Linked DNA regions of Neogale vison: region 1 is linked to region 2. Evidence: chromatin contacts called from public Hi-C data. All regions are on one chromosome and are shown on one strand. Each heading gives the region's core, a stretch centred on a gene start, on an enhancer-like site or on the middle of the called end of the contact. The rest is flanking DNA. Distances are from core to core; before and after follow the strand shown.

Region 1 (2,700 bases), core at 9-2,508, 70 kb after region 2:
CTTTCACTGCCCATGGAGGTTTTAAACAGTGTGTTTGCCTCCCTCAGCTTTTAAATATTAAAATCACCCCCCCCCCCGCACCATGGGAAGGTCTCTTTTTGTCAAGGGACTTGTCTAAGGTTTTTTAAGGTGTTTTTAACTCTTGTGTGATGCCTGTGTGTGTTGGGTGGGGGGTAGGTGGCAGCGTCGGAAGAGGATTATGGAATATTAAAGAATTCAGGTAAATCTATGAAATAGTTAGAAAATGCACATCTGTATAGAATGTTGGCTATAATTTTAGGAGGCTTCTAGGGCTTCTGAAGGCCAGTGTAGATTCTAGGTTAAGCAGAAGGCATTCTTTGATAAGGAAGGCCCAAGATGACATTTGGCTACATTTTCTGTTGCTGCTAGATTTTTTGTAGTTCACCTGTGTTTCTCCTCGGAGCCTCAGCCTTGTTTATGAGTGTGACCTGCACAGTTCAATGTCTCAAACTGTTGAGTGATATTTTAACATTGAGACTGCTGTTCTGCTCGCTTCACTCACTCTCACTCACTCAAACTACTTCTAACCCAGATTCAGTAAAGGATAGCCATTTTTATATATTATTTCACTTAATCTGGCAAAACAGAAAATTATTTTTTTTGTCCGTTTTTCGTGTACAGAAGCTGAGATCAGAGTGATTGAGTAATCTGTCCAGTCATACAGCTAATAAATAACAAAGTCTGGATTCCAATCCAGATCTGGTCCCAAATATGTGAGTGCCTCTGGGGAGTCATACTGAATATGCATAGGGACAACGAAAATTCTAGAAACCATAGACATCCCAGGTAGAAAACGGTCCGTGGATCCCAGAGGAGTGCAGTCCATGTGTGCTGTGGGAGTTCAGAGAGGGACAAGATCACATATCCTGAATCATTCAAATGATAAATTATTAATTAAATGCTTATCTGGCACCTCAAGTCAGACTAAAACATGTTGGATAGTTGTATAAAATGCATTGTAAATAGCTCTTTTTTTTTTTTTTTCCTTTTTCTTCAAGCTCTGTCAGGTTAGTGGTCTTAATTTCTTCATTTTTGTCGGTGAGATGAGGAAGAGACAAAACAGATTAGAGTCCCAGTACCCTGATAGCTGTGAGTTATCAGCTGGATTGGAATGTCAGTGCTTTGGGGAATCTGCGTATTAACGTCTCTCTGTTAGACTGAGCGTGGGATTTTTTTAAACAGAGATAGACTTCTGACCATGCACGAATCAGCACAAATGCAGATGTGAGCAGCTAGAATTTGGATCGTGCCAAGATATAATGTCTGCCACATGTGTGAAGCTAATGCTTCCTGCTCAGTGACCCCCTGTGAGTGGACCTGGGAGCTCTGAGAGTGAAAGGTGGTGTCAGAGGGTCGGAGAGGCCCCAGAGATTGTCAGGTGCCATGTCTTCACCTCAGCTGTGGGGAAACAGAGGCAAAGGAGAAAGCAGACTTAATACCAGCCTCTGTGGTAGTGTCCACCTAAGATTTTCTGTCTTCCACTGCCTGATGCATAGCAGATAGACTCGATAGGCCAACACACCTGGATTGGGAATCTGGTGTTCTTCGTTGCATGACCTCTGGTACATGACCTGATTTCTTTGGGTCTCGGTTTTGTTGTGTGTCGAATGGAAATGGTACTGCCAGGACCATACTGCCAGGACTCTGGCGAGGACAAGTTCAGTACGTGGCAGCATGATGGTTAACCGGACTGGATGAGGCCATCGTAGCCTGAAGAGACAGGCACCCTTGTCCTCCTTCTCCAGATTCTACTTTTGATTTCATCTTGGTACCTTGTAGGCTCTGGCTTCTCTCAAAGTTTGGTCTGAAGACCAGGGACATCAGCATCACCTGGGAGCTTGTTAGAAATGCAGACCTCAAGCCACACTGCAGACCTCCTGAATCAGAATCTGCATTTTAACAAGATCCCCAGGTAGTTCCTATGCTCATTAGAGCTGGAGAAGCATTGTTTTATGCCTGAGATCAATGTCAAGACCATTGGCCATGGCCTGGTGCCAGTGGCTGGCATGCTGCCAGCCTTTTTGGGGCATGCCTTCCCCATGCCTTGCGATGGCGGGAGGGAAACCTGTGAAGTGGCTCCCTGGGAATCATGGAAGGCCAGCTTGAAGGAATCCAGCAGCCTTTATCTTTTCAACGCCTTTCATTTCCTCAGAAGTACGACTCACAGGGGTCAACCTGGGATTGGATCCCAAGTCTTTCTGCTCACAAAGTCCATGTTCTTTTCATTAAACCATGATGTCTCAGTCGAGAGGCACGCCGGGCTGTGCATGTGAGAACTCCCCATTCTCCTACCGCGCTGACGTTTCCACACTGGCTGTTTTACTCTGTTACTCAATTCCTAGAGGAGAAGATTTAAAAAAAAAAAAAAAAAAGGGAAAAAGGAAAAGAGCTTGAGTTGAAAGCCAGGATCCTGCAGCTTAATCAGTTATTTTCGTGTTTTAATGAGGGTGACTATTGTGAAATAAGTAATTATTAATTACTCAAAACTAATGAAATATTTTAGTTTCCTTGCTAAAAAAGCATATGGAAGCTAAAAGAAAGCATATGGGTGCTTTTCGGGAAGCATATTGGTGAATGGACAAATTACAGTGGTGCCAATATGCCTTTGCTGTCTGGCTGGGGCCATCACTGTGTGCTGGCATCTGAGTCCTTGTGTGTTTAAAGAGGTTTTTTTTTTTT
Region 2 (2,700 bases), core at 97-2,596:
TTAGTCTTTGTGGCCCTCCGACTCCCCTAGGCGTCCTGAGACAGGTGTAGAGGACCCCTGATGGCTGGACAGTCAGTACTGATGTGTGCACGCACACTGGGGGTGCTTCGGAGAGGCTGGTTTCCAGGGAGAGAGGGTGGGCAAGGGAGTGGGCAGACAGGTGTGCCAGCAAGCCATGGGTACCTGGAGGCAGGCTGCCAGCTCCGATCAACACCGGAGTTACAAGCGTGCAGAGAGTACGGGGTCTATTGGCTGCCAGTGGGGCAGGCTTTGCTGTTCTAGGTCTTGAAAGATTGCTAGGCTGTGATCAACAAGGGAGGAGAGCTGTGTCTTCGAGAGGGAGGGATCCGCAGAGGCGTGCGAATCTGCAGAGGGACTGGGGATGGCAGGCTGAGTCTAGAAGGTGCGCTCGGAGAAGGCATTGCCGTCACATCATTGGAGTTTAACATGTGCCTCTATTGTATTTGGGGCTTTTTCCTGTAAGCAGTAGGGAGCTTTTATGGGTTTTGGAAGGAACTGTGATAGGATTACTCTGGTGAAGTGTGTGTGTGTGTTTTGTTTTGCTTTGACTTTTTCATTTTCCGAGTCTTTTGAGGAACTGTTGGGCAACCTTGACTCTGGGAAGTGTGCACTGCCAACCTTTATCTGTCTTCTCTTCTCTCTCCTGGCCTGGCCCGGCTCCTTCTCGAGATGCTTCTGGGGGAAGCAGCTTGGCAGTGCTGGTTCCAGGGGCTGCTGCTCGAGCTCTCCGGGCAGCCCCTCTCTGCCTGTTCCTGTTTCCCATTCCTCCCCTCTTCTCTTCCTCCTCCTCCTCTTTCTCTGTCACCACCCCCGCTGCCAGCAGCCGCGCTCCCCTCCCTAAAATAAATAAACCAGTCGCTCCAAAAGGTTCCAGGCACATTAGTCACATATCCCAGAAGTTTAATACAGAATTATTTTGACAGCGAGAACAAGAAGTGTTTTCTAGTTGAACGCACAGAACTTGCTTATTCCAACTGGGCTTTCTGCCGCACAGACAGATGATATGTTTTTTAGATGGATCGGCCACGCAGGAGGCTGTGTCGCTTCCCTTGGATGCGTGACAAACTGCTCACTACCAAAAGTGGTTGGGGAAAAGATGCGAAAGGAGACAGGGAGAGAAGAATGAAATCACATCCTTATTGCGGACATAACTTTCTTCCCGGTAACTTCAGTAAGCCGCCGAGAGATTGCTGCGTGTTTATTTATTTATTTGGCTGCCTCTGGAGCCGTGAAGTCCCTTTTTCAAGCCGGGCTCGTGCGTGTGCTAAAAGATGAGGACAGATCGAGTTATTGCAATGCGGGTGGCTCTCCAAGCATTCCAGTTGAATAGCTCTTCCAGAAATATTTCTTGACTCACTCATTTAGCACTTTCTATTGCTGTTACTAAGCAGATTGGAGGCCCTCCCTGTGCTTTTGCCAGACAGCTCTGGGGTTGATGTGGCTCCCTTATCCCTATTTGGCCTGTGTAAAGATGGAGGAATGAAAAGCTCAAGTCTGTGGTTGTCTCAGAGGTCTTTCTCCCCCTGCCGAGGGGCCAGTGTGCCGTACGCATCGTCAGAGAAAGAATAAAAGTGCGTGCTGCCCTCTGGGGCAGCTTTTCCCCTCCCCTTCCAGATCCCAGCACCAAGCAGGAAGGCCTTTCTCCCAGGGTGGTTCGCTTGGGAGTGAAGTCCCAGACATGAGCACAGAGGAGAGAAGGGACGGAGTTCCAGACCTGGGATGTTCTGTTCTGCCTGGCTCCCATCATCCTTCGCTTCTTCCTTCTCAGATCTTTCTAGAGAGCTCCAGCCTTCTGGGGGTGCTGGGTTGATCTCTCTGGAGTTTTCTTATCTACTTTCCCTGCTTGTTTCTCACTAGCCTGTCATTCCCACGCCTTCCTCCAGGAAGGCATATACTGGCTGTATGACTTTGGACAGTAGGCTCTTTGGGTTTTCTCCTTTGTGGACTCCTATTTCCAGCTGCTCATGATGTGTGATGTGAAATCCCAGGATAGGAGATAACCACAGGGTAGTTCATGGGGGTGCTGTGGTTACATTTGGAAGATCCAATAAGCTTCCACACCGGGCCCACTTATCTTTCCGGAACCCTGTGCCTCTGGGGAACCCACTTTGAAAACCACTGTCCCGAGGCACGTCAAGACTGCTGGCAGCCCCTAGGACCACTGTACTGCCTTCTTTAAACTTCCTGCCCCCCGGATGTCTCTCAACAGTGAGAAAGTGGGACCTATGTCGATGAAGAAATGTGGCCCAGAGGGAAACATAGCCCTTACTGCTTCCTCACGCTGGCTATGAAAGTCTATGCGATGAAGGCCTTTTCGCTTGGTCACGTTGGGTGACTCTTCCCTGGGCCTCCTCACTGGGCCATGCCTGGCTTGTGAGTCAGGGTACCCCTGGCTAGCCCTTCATTATTATTCATTGGTTCTATGCCGAGTGGCAGTTTACAGGAATCCTTGACACGTTGTGGGGGGAGGGTGTTCTGGGCTATGGCCTCTGTCTCAGGAACATTGCTGGAAGGAGGAGCATGGCAGTCAAGCTATTTTTCAGGTGGCTTTTTTTTTTTTTTTTAAAGATTTATTTATGTATTTGAGAGAGAGAGAACTAGCAGGAGTGGCAGAGGGAGAGGGAGAGAGAGAATCCTAAGCAGACTCCATATTGAGCACAGAGCCCAATGCAGGGCTTG

What was found. Hi-C and Micro-C count contacts between places; a contact is called where the count stands out from the background.
Region 1: a contact with region 2 is called in a Hi-C map of fibroblasts, with 5 times the contacts expected there. The contact joins two enhancer-like sites. A contact is called at or near these places in 3 of 3 Hi-C or Micro-C datasets (fibroblasts, muscle and tongue).

What each region holds. Positions count from the first base shown.
Region 1 is chr6:110,692,798-110,695,497 of ASM_NN_V1, forward strand. The region is part of intron 5 of LOC122908796 (lipoma-preferred partner); the gene reads left to right. Among named protein-coding and RNA genes, the nearest start is that of BCL6, 530 kb to the left of the region's middle. Within about 2 kb of position 1,259, the one cell type or tissue checked has open chromatin away from gene starts, as enhancers often do. A contact at or near this core is called in fibroblasts, where this site is marked.
Region 2 is chr6:110,622,250-110,624,949 of ASM_NN_V1, forward strand. The region is part of intron 2 of LOC122908796 (lipoma-preferred partner); the gene reads left to right. Among named protein-coding and RNA genes, the nearest start is that of BCL6, 460 kb to the left of the region's middle. Within about 2 kb of position 1,347, the one cell type or tissue checked has open chromatin away from gene starts, as enhancers often do. A contact at or near this core is called in fibroblasts, where this site is marked.